Linked DNA regions of Danio rerio: region 2 is linked to region 1. A link is a contact called in public Hi-C data. All regions are on one chromosome and are shown on one strand. Each heading gives the region's core, a stretch centred on a gene start, on an enhancer-like site or on the middle of the called end of the contact. The rest is flanking DNA. Distances are from core to core; before and after follow the strand shown.

Evidence for each region. A called contact is a pair of places that touch in the nucleus more often than the background predicts.
Region 2: a Hi-C map of hematopoietic stem cells shows a contact between it and region 1, with 2.1 times the contacts expected there. The contact joins the promoter of desi1b here to the promoter of mrtfab in region 1. A contact is called at or near these places in 3 of 18 Hi-C or Micro-C datasets (caudal fin, hematopoietic stem cells and an unstated tissue).

Annotation. Positions count from the first base shown.
Region 1 is chr12:20,365,955-20,370,298 of GRCz12tu, forward strand. It overlaps mrtfab (myocardin related transcription factor Ab), which reads left to right and starts at 2,030. Exons shown (of 19, transcript NM_001201558.1): 1 at 2,030-2,064; 2 at 2,866-2,935. It overlaps rgs9b (regulator of G protein signaling 9b), which reads left to right. Exons shown (of 19, transcript NM_200830.2): 19 at 770-1,492. The coding sequence ends at 926. All of the region lies in intron 1 of LOC141376790 (a long non-coding RNA gene), which reads right to left.
Region 2 is chr12:20,540,029-20,544,417 of GRCz12tu, forward strand. desi1b (desumoylating isopeptidase 1b) reads right to left here and starts at 2,312. Exons shown (of 6, transcript NM_200208.1): 1 at 1,945-2,312; 2 at 1,738-1,759; 3 at 806-875; 4 at 559-668; 5 at 257-379; 6 at 1-170. The coding sequence starts at 2,032. The coding sequence ends at 80. It overlaps xrcc6 (X-ray repair complementing defective repair in Chinese hamster cells 6), which reads left to right and starts at 3,239. Exons shown (of 12, transcript NM_199904.2): 1 at 3,239-3,509; 2 at 3,628-3,740; 3 at 3,831-3,972; 4 at 4,051-4,302; 5 at 4,385-4,389. The coding sequence starts at 3,440.

The DNA.
Region 1 (4,344 bases), core at 780-3,279:
AAAACTTTAAAATCCCATGAGATCATAGGAAGGGATTTATAAATTAAAGTGAAGAAATGTGACTGACACTGTTAGCTCTTTGGACAATGACATACCTATATGGGTCATAAAAAATGTCATTTATTACATCCATATTCACACTATATAGGTATAGATCAGACTCATACTCTCATACAAGTGAGTTCAAGTTCAAATGCAGTATCTATAGTGAGACAATATGCTATTGTGGGAACACTGAGGGTTTAATATTGTATAGTGTAAAAGTTCAGATTAATAATACTCTTTTTTTTTTCAAATTGAAGGGATTGTTTAACCAAAAATTACAAATTACTTACAATTTATTCACAATCAAGTGGTTCTAATCTTTTATAAATTTCTTTTTTTAAACATAATACAATATATTCTAAGGAACAAGTGGTTTTCTAAGGATATTCTAAGGAACATGTTTTGGAACAAGTGGAGTATGAGTAAATGATGACCGTTTGAGTTTTTTTCTTCTGTTGAACATAAAATATGATATTTGGAAGAATGTTTGAAATCTGTTACCATTGTCTTTCAAATTGTTTGTTTTCCTACCATGAAAGTCAATGGTTACTGGTTTCGGATATTTTCAAAATATCTTTCTTTGTGTGTGTTCAGAAGAAATAACTCATGAAGGTTTCAGCAATGTTGAATGAACTATGCTTTTAAATGATGAACAGATACTTTTATTAGTGTTTGTACTTCACAATTTGACAGTACTTGAAAAATAACCTGACTTCTTTCACAGCTTTTTTCAAATCAAAGTTGACATCCCACCTGAATGCCGCATCTACCCTATCGATTCCGAAGACGAGGAGGACGACAGTCCCAATACAGCAAGAGGAGGTGTGAAAGAAATCATTTGCCCATGGGAAACTGTCACGAAACAAGATGGAGCAGGATAACGAAACCAAATGGAAGTAGAAGGAAATACACTGAACCAACACTTGTTTCATAAATATTGTGTCTTGCAATCCCGAGAAGGCTGTGGTTAGTAATGTATAAAGTAACCTGGTCTCTAAATTGACATGTTTGTTATTTTTGATAGATTTTAGGTAGTGCCTAACGTTATTGTAGCCACTGAGATGATTTTGTTATAAAGTAAAAAGAAAAATGTAAATATATATACGTATTCTGATGTCACCATTCTTTTATGACTGAAGGGGCCTTATTTTAAGAGAATTTCTTTTGTTTATCTGTCATCAGTTTGTTTAGTGGTGTGAACAACAGATTTTGTACTTGGCTTGTTTATTGTTTTATATAGCTGCGAATCATGCATCAACGTGAAATGCTATGAGAAATGTTATTTTCATAGAAGTAAATTTAGTAAGGCAGTACAACAGAATGTAAATACACGTTTGCTGTCTGAATGTATAACCTTTAAAATGTTTACAGTTCACTTGAAAATGTGAATTTGTTCATGACTCATGTTTAAATTGTGTAAGTGCCTCAATAAATGATTTTAAAGTTACCTATTTTGATGCACAATTAGTACATTTCATTGTATATATTGTGTATATTTTATTTATTTTTTCATTTTCCTCTTAATTACAAAATATCCTAATGATGAAAACTGGGCGCCTTTTATTTTAAAATAAAGCTTTTAGTTCCATTTTCTCATTTTTATGGCAGGGTCTTACCATGAATATATATAGATACATAGCCTATATCTATGGGATTTTACAAACGTACATAAATGTAAAATTTACATACATTTAAATGTATTATTAGTATTTATTGTTTTATGATTTAATTATTTTTTATTAAACTATTTTTTTAACATTTATTATTTATTTATTTTCAAAACATTTATAAGAAATCACTCATTTTCTTAGCCATAGTTCCTCATTTGATCGTCATGTTGTTATTATTTTAGGGGACTTTTATTTTCAGGACGTGCTGTGAGAGCATCGAGTCATCGACTGGCTTCACCGTCCTCTGCGGTTGAACAGCAGAGAGTAGCCGGATGCCTCAGCACAGTTTTTTGAGTCGATGAACACCTTTATAAAGCCGAACGGTTGTTGTGTTTCACTTTTCGACTCGGTAAGTTATACATATCAAACATATTCGTACGTGACTCCCCTTTCGCGTGAAAAATGTAAAAACAGTATTACCAAGCAGCGGTGTTTGACAATTCATCCGCTTCTCGTGTATTGTTGCTCAGCGCACATTTCACTTGATCCACTAGTGTCTGTTACTACATACATGCAGCTGTCGCGACTAGGATCTGGCCTGCTATTCCTGGCATATTCAGCCTTGTTAAACATGACACGTTTGACGATTTTGCCAAATGTATGAGCTTTCTAGCAGCACAAGAACATCATTTCCTGCCGTGTCGTATCAATGATGAAGAATGTTTAGCGACGAGCGATACTGAAAGTCCTCGGAAGGAATCGTGGTTTGTTTATAATCTGCGTTAAGCCAAATCACTGTCATAATGCAGTAAGTTTGATTATTATATTGTCAAATATAATATAGTGAGCTAGTGTCTGGACACACCTACTAAATATCCACAACACACGCGGATCTGACACTGGATTTCCATTTGATTGACAAGTTATCAATGTAAATATATATATATATATATATATATATATATATATATATATATATATATATATATATATATATATATATATACATAATATGTATGGCAGAATTTAGGCAAGATCTTGAATGTTCGTGATCTGCTATAACAGATGCACGACCGATTATTACATAAGCATCTGCATTGACCGTTGCGCCAGTAACTTACCTCGCGTTATAATAGGAGACTGTGCTAAGGTTATTTATTTGCATATATGCAAATTCTAATCACAAAATGACGGTCCTCTCTTTCATTAGTTCTTCAAGATGGTCTTGGACTTTGAGCGAAAATGAAGCGCAGTCTGTTTCTGTGGATCTCGTAGTTAAGGTAAGGACAGTCATTGTTTATGATATCATTAAGATCACTCTTTATTTTATTTTAAGGTACAATACTCGCTATTAACAAGAAGAAATCATCCCTTTTGTTGACTTTATCTTTGCTAATTTATGATAAACTCAGAATCGCTGATCTGCTCCAGAAAGGGAGTGCCGATAAATATTATGTAATTCTGTCTGACTATAGGGGTATGGGGTTACCTGTATGCCTGTCAAGGTTTATGTGTTTTTAGCCATATTTCTGGCATTGAAGGGTAAAGGCAGGTGTAGATGTGCACAAGGAGGAATGTCAGAGAGCTTTATGTCTTCCATCTTGTCAAAGAAGCAGAGCTGAACACTGCATGTCTGAACACTGTTTCTCAAGTCGGAATGTTCTTGTAAATTATTCCAGCTATTGAATAAATACAATCTGCCATTGACTTTGTTTCCATGGACATATTTATTTGCATGCACATTTTGGGATACCTTTAAAAAAAATTAAGCCTTTGATCAAATCTGAAAGTTTGTTCATGAAAAATGTGCTCTGTATGTTGTAGCAGCACTTGCAAAAATGTTTAAATTAAATGTTTATCATTGATATTTATTATGTTATATTTGATTTTAGATTTTTATCAATCAATTTAATAGTCATTTTAATGTTGTTTATTACTGACTGGATTTTGTTTAACTTTCCATTATATCTTTATTTTATATTCCCAATTTTTGCAGTCATATTTTGGCATATTGAATGAGAAAGCCAAGCCTTGGATAAAATCTAAAAAGTCTTATGAGGAATGTGTGCTGCTCATTGACACTATTCTGCAATGTGAAAGTTAGCTTTTTTCAGCAATTGTTTTAGAACTTATTATTTGTTTGCTTGTAGGGAAACTACAGGCAATAATAAATGTCAGTAATCAATCAAACTACTTGCTCTACAAACTACTGTTAATAATGATACATAGAAATAAATATAATATAATAAGAAAATATAAGTTTGCACCATCAGTACTGCAGAATAACATGCTGTGAAAAATCAATGGAGGTTAATGAGACTGGAAGTGTTGAGTCAAGAAGGTTTGAATGTCTGCACCCACTAATACGTGAAAGAATAAGATAAGTTGAGGACATTATCACAGCATCTTGCAAGTGCAAAAAAGGCTAATAATTAAATTAATATTTTAATTATTATTTAAAATAATTTTTCTATTGTTTATTGAGATTTTCAAAATTTTAATGATAATTTTTTTTATCTTCCCAGTATTTGGATGCAATTTATCATTTTTCAGCTATAGTTTTATATACAGCTTTATAAAATGCTGATTGCAATGTAGGCAAAGGGCTAGTTTAAGATTCTGATTTTATGATAACCTTGGATAAAAAAATCACGGTATCCAGAATTGTGACTACCGTTTTAAAATATAT
Region 2 (4,389 bases), core at 1,062-3,561, 170 kb after region 1:
GCTATTTTTGATCTTGAAAGGCACAATGTGACTCTTCATGACTGCTGTATTAATACATTCTTAGATGCAGCCAGATCTTCTACCTCTGGCCATATCCATTCATGCCATTGTTCCCGGATGGAGTGACGGTGATTGAATCCAGAAGAGGACGGAGCGCTTGTCCAAAAGGTCTGTGGAGTGAAGGGGAAAAAACAAAAACAGTTAATAATTGTAATATTACAAATAGTGTTAAAAGTGTATTTGTTTGCCATCATACGTAGAGAGCACTTCAGATGGAAGATCCGTGATGTATGAGGGAATCTTTTTTCCTGTTAAAAACTGCGCAACTTCAGCGCTGAAGGTGTTACAGTTGTGTTCAAAAAGGTGGTATTTTTCAGGTCTGTGGAAGGGGAGGAAAAACAGATTTGCGCATATAAATGGTGGCGTTTGTGTTGTGGTGGTAGTGGCAGAAAATGGAACTGCTAAATGATGACAGCTTTCACAAATATCTCTACTTTTAATAGTAAAAATATCTCATAGCAATTTCCTGTTAAATGCAAACAACAGAACTATACTGACCTATAAGTGGACTCCCCGAGCGAAGACAGATATTCCTGAAAAAGGTCCCGAGGAACTTCTGTGTTTCCTAGGTCCACTGTGGAATCAGGCATACCAAGAATAGTACAACCCTAAAACATGAAAGTACAATTAATACAACATTATTTGACATCCGTAAAATACCTAAAGTTTCTATTTCATATGCTTAAAAAATAAACTGGGTTGCACACTGAGTTTATGAATAAAAAATCCATTGGTCATTTCTTACAGGATAGCAGCTTGTAACACCTCCTCCTCCAAAGAAAAACTCTTCCCCGTAAGCCACTATTCCAGTGTGCCTTCATTAAGAAACATTCAAATAGAGACAGTTGAATTAATTTATTATTATTATTAGTATTATAATTAAAAAACACAAGCATTGGAACCAATGCGTATTTAAAGCAATAGTTCATGAAGAAATTTAAATTTACTCTCTCAGGTTGTTACAAATGCTGAAGAATGATGGCCGCCGTTGACTTCCATAGTTGGACGGCAAAGTTGGACACAAAAAATGCTTCTTGTGAAAGAGGTTTTAGAGAGGTTTTATTTGGATATTGACTATTCCTGTGATTTTTGTTCTATAGAAAAAGAATCTATTGTATCTTATTTGTATATACTCAAGGAATTTTTGGATGGATATGGAAATTTTTCCTAGAAGGAAAACCAATATTATATTCAAATAACAACAAGATTTTGATATTTGCATTTATTATGTCAATATTTGTAACAAATGTACATTCCTTGTACATCTTTTTACTATTTTTGGAAAGTTTTGTATACATAAAAAATGGACTGGATCAAAGCCAAATTTAGTTCATTTTCATTAAGGGACTAAGGACTACTGCACAAGTTTGGAGAACATTGTAATAAAAAAGCAAGGAAGACTTATAATATTCTTCAGGAATAAAACATTTTTAATTATTGAATGTATGTACACTCTGGCATATGCATTTTTGTATATTACTGTATAATTCTGATTCTTTTTGTTAATAAAAAATGCTAAATGAAATGCAAGTCATTGGTTAGTTTAAAGTGTTAACAAATTATTACAAATATATTTTTTAACAGAAGAAAATAAATGGTTATATTATGTTCACTTTTAGATGAACTATTGCTTTCGTTTATAAAACGTGCAACAAACAGAAGAAGAAAAGTACTCACCATATTCCCTCGACTGTCTTTCCTGTAAGTTTAGATGTAAAAAAGCAAAGTTTTTCGATGATTTATTTGCATATTTCAATAGGGAAAATACATATTTGTGCTCTACAGTGTATAAATACTTTTTAGTGACACAAAACATGAGCTATTCTAGAAGCATCCTTAACCAACTTCCCAGAATAAACATTAGCTAACAGTTGGAGAACTCACCTAACATCATGGGGCTCAGCTGACGGGCCAGTCCTTTTGACAGGTCATAAACGTACAGCTGAACGGTGTAAGAACTTCCATTAGCCATGGCAACTGATTCAGAACAAAGTGTTGTTTACAAACAAAAACGCAACGCTACTGTAAACAAACGTAAATCTATCTTGAGTTTTCGACTCGAAAAAGGCAGACTTCACTGTTTTGGTGTCTCAAAGTCTCATTATCACACATCCATAAAACGAACACAAAGTATTTTAACAAATTATCCTAACCACGAAAGTTTGACAGGTCCAACGCGGTGTTCAGCATTCGTTTGGCAACAGTGACTCGAGATATTTGGACACCGGTTATGACAAATGTGCTTATTCACTGGGGCTCGACCAATTGTAGCGCAGATATATTACCAACATCTGTAAAACTAATAACATCCACAACGCTAGATGGCGAACTTTATGAAAACAAGCATGACGGTGTTTACACTTACTAGCCGAATCAACCGGTGAGCCGAATGCCTGAAGCTAATTCGTTTGAACGGTTCTTTTCAATAAATCGGATCAAAAACGAGATTCAGTCAATTCTGGTGACATGGACTAAAACTTTTAGGCACAGTTTCACAAACAGGGCTTAGATTAAGCGAGGACTAGGCCTTAGTTAAATAAGTCTATTTAAGCCAAATATTTAAAAAATGGCCTTAGAAAAATATTTTATTAAATAACTGCTGTGCACCTGGAGAAAAAAAATGACACGTGTATTTTAAGACATCTTACTGCAAGTTATTTTGAGTTGAGACAGTTCAATCTTGCAATTTAATCTTTACTAGTCTTAAACATTGTTTTTGAAACTGGGGGTATAATTGAAGAAATAGATGATGAGTGTTGCTGTTTTGTGAATTAAAGAGTTTGTTTGCAGTCATGCGCAGTTCTTAATCACTAGATCTGGATTAACCAGGGATTAAAAATTAACCAGGACCATCTCGCTTCCATTTTACTCCAGATGTTCATCTATTAAACGTTCAGGTTCGCGGGGGAATGTTTTCGGTTCACTCGAGACAAAATTGAGGGTGAGAATCCGATTCATGAAGTTCGAAATGTTTTGGGAATCGCTTCAAACCATACATAACAAATCCGAAAGCTATTCGTTCACGTTTACTAGTTATATATATGTTTTAGTTATATCAAATCCTGTCTTTACTGTGTGAAATTGTTCTGTTTACTTCCGCGTATTTGGATTGACCAGTCACTTTGCTCCTGTGTCCCAATTGGTGAGTGCCTTTCAAAAGTCGTCTCTGATAGGATCGTGGAGCTGTCACTCAACTTATGGCGCATTGACTGGTTGCATGCACGCACGGTCGTGAAGGGATACAAAGTTCTCTAGCTAGCGCAAAAGAGAAGAGTGGTTTATAGTTAGTGTAACGTTAATACATTTTGATTTGTTTTACTTAAACTGTTTGTGAAAGTAACTCTGACTCGAATCTAAGGTAAAACTAAGAGTAACTTTAATGGCGAACTGGGGAAATTACTTTCCAAACGAAGACGATGTGGATGAGCAGGATGAAGAAGAGTCTGGAGGTTAGCCTAGCCATCTTAATTGATTTATTGAACCCGTATGAAATAAACGTTTGTTCTTCATTAAACGTGCATAGATCAAACGAACATCTGATTAAACGTGTACCTTTTTAATTAAAAGGCGATTACAAAAGCAGCGGCCGTGACAGCTTGGTGTTTTTGGTTGATGCATCCAAAGAGATGTTCATCAAAGGGGAGAATGGAGAGCCATCAAATTTTGACATGACTATGCAGGTGAGCCTAAAAAGTTTAACTGTATTCATATGTTGCTACAATATTGTATTCCCATACATGCCTAATAAATATATTTGTCTTTGTGTCTAGTGTGTGCGCAGTGTGTACACTAGTAAGATCATAAGCAGTGACAGAGACCTGGTTGCTTTGGTGTTTTATGGGACTGAGCAGAGCAAGAACCCCAGAAACTCCTTCAAGCATGTTTACGTCTACCACGACTTGGAGTCCCCTGGTCAGTAATTAACTATTTATTCAACTTAGACTACATTTTTGATGGTGAATCTACCTCATATACTGATTCGCTTCTCAGGAGCAAAACGTGTACAGGATATTGATAAACTGAAAGGTGATAAAGGTGGTCAGTTTGCTGAAAAGACCATGGGCAGTGGGGAAACTTCTCTCGGAGAGGCTCTGTGGTGCTGTTCCAACCTTTACAGTGACATCAAGTTGCGACTGTCACACAAGCGCCTCATGATATTCACATGCAGGGATGAGCCTCATGGAGGAGACAGTGCAAAAGACAGACAGGCTCGTACAAAGGCTGCTGACCTAAAAGAGACAGGTAAGGATATTAAGAGGAAAATAAAACATTTCTTTTTGTTTTAACTGTGAATAAATGATAAACTGTTCTGTGTGTTCTTCAGGTGTA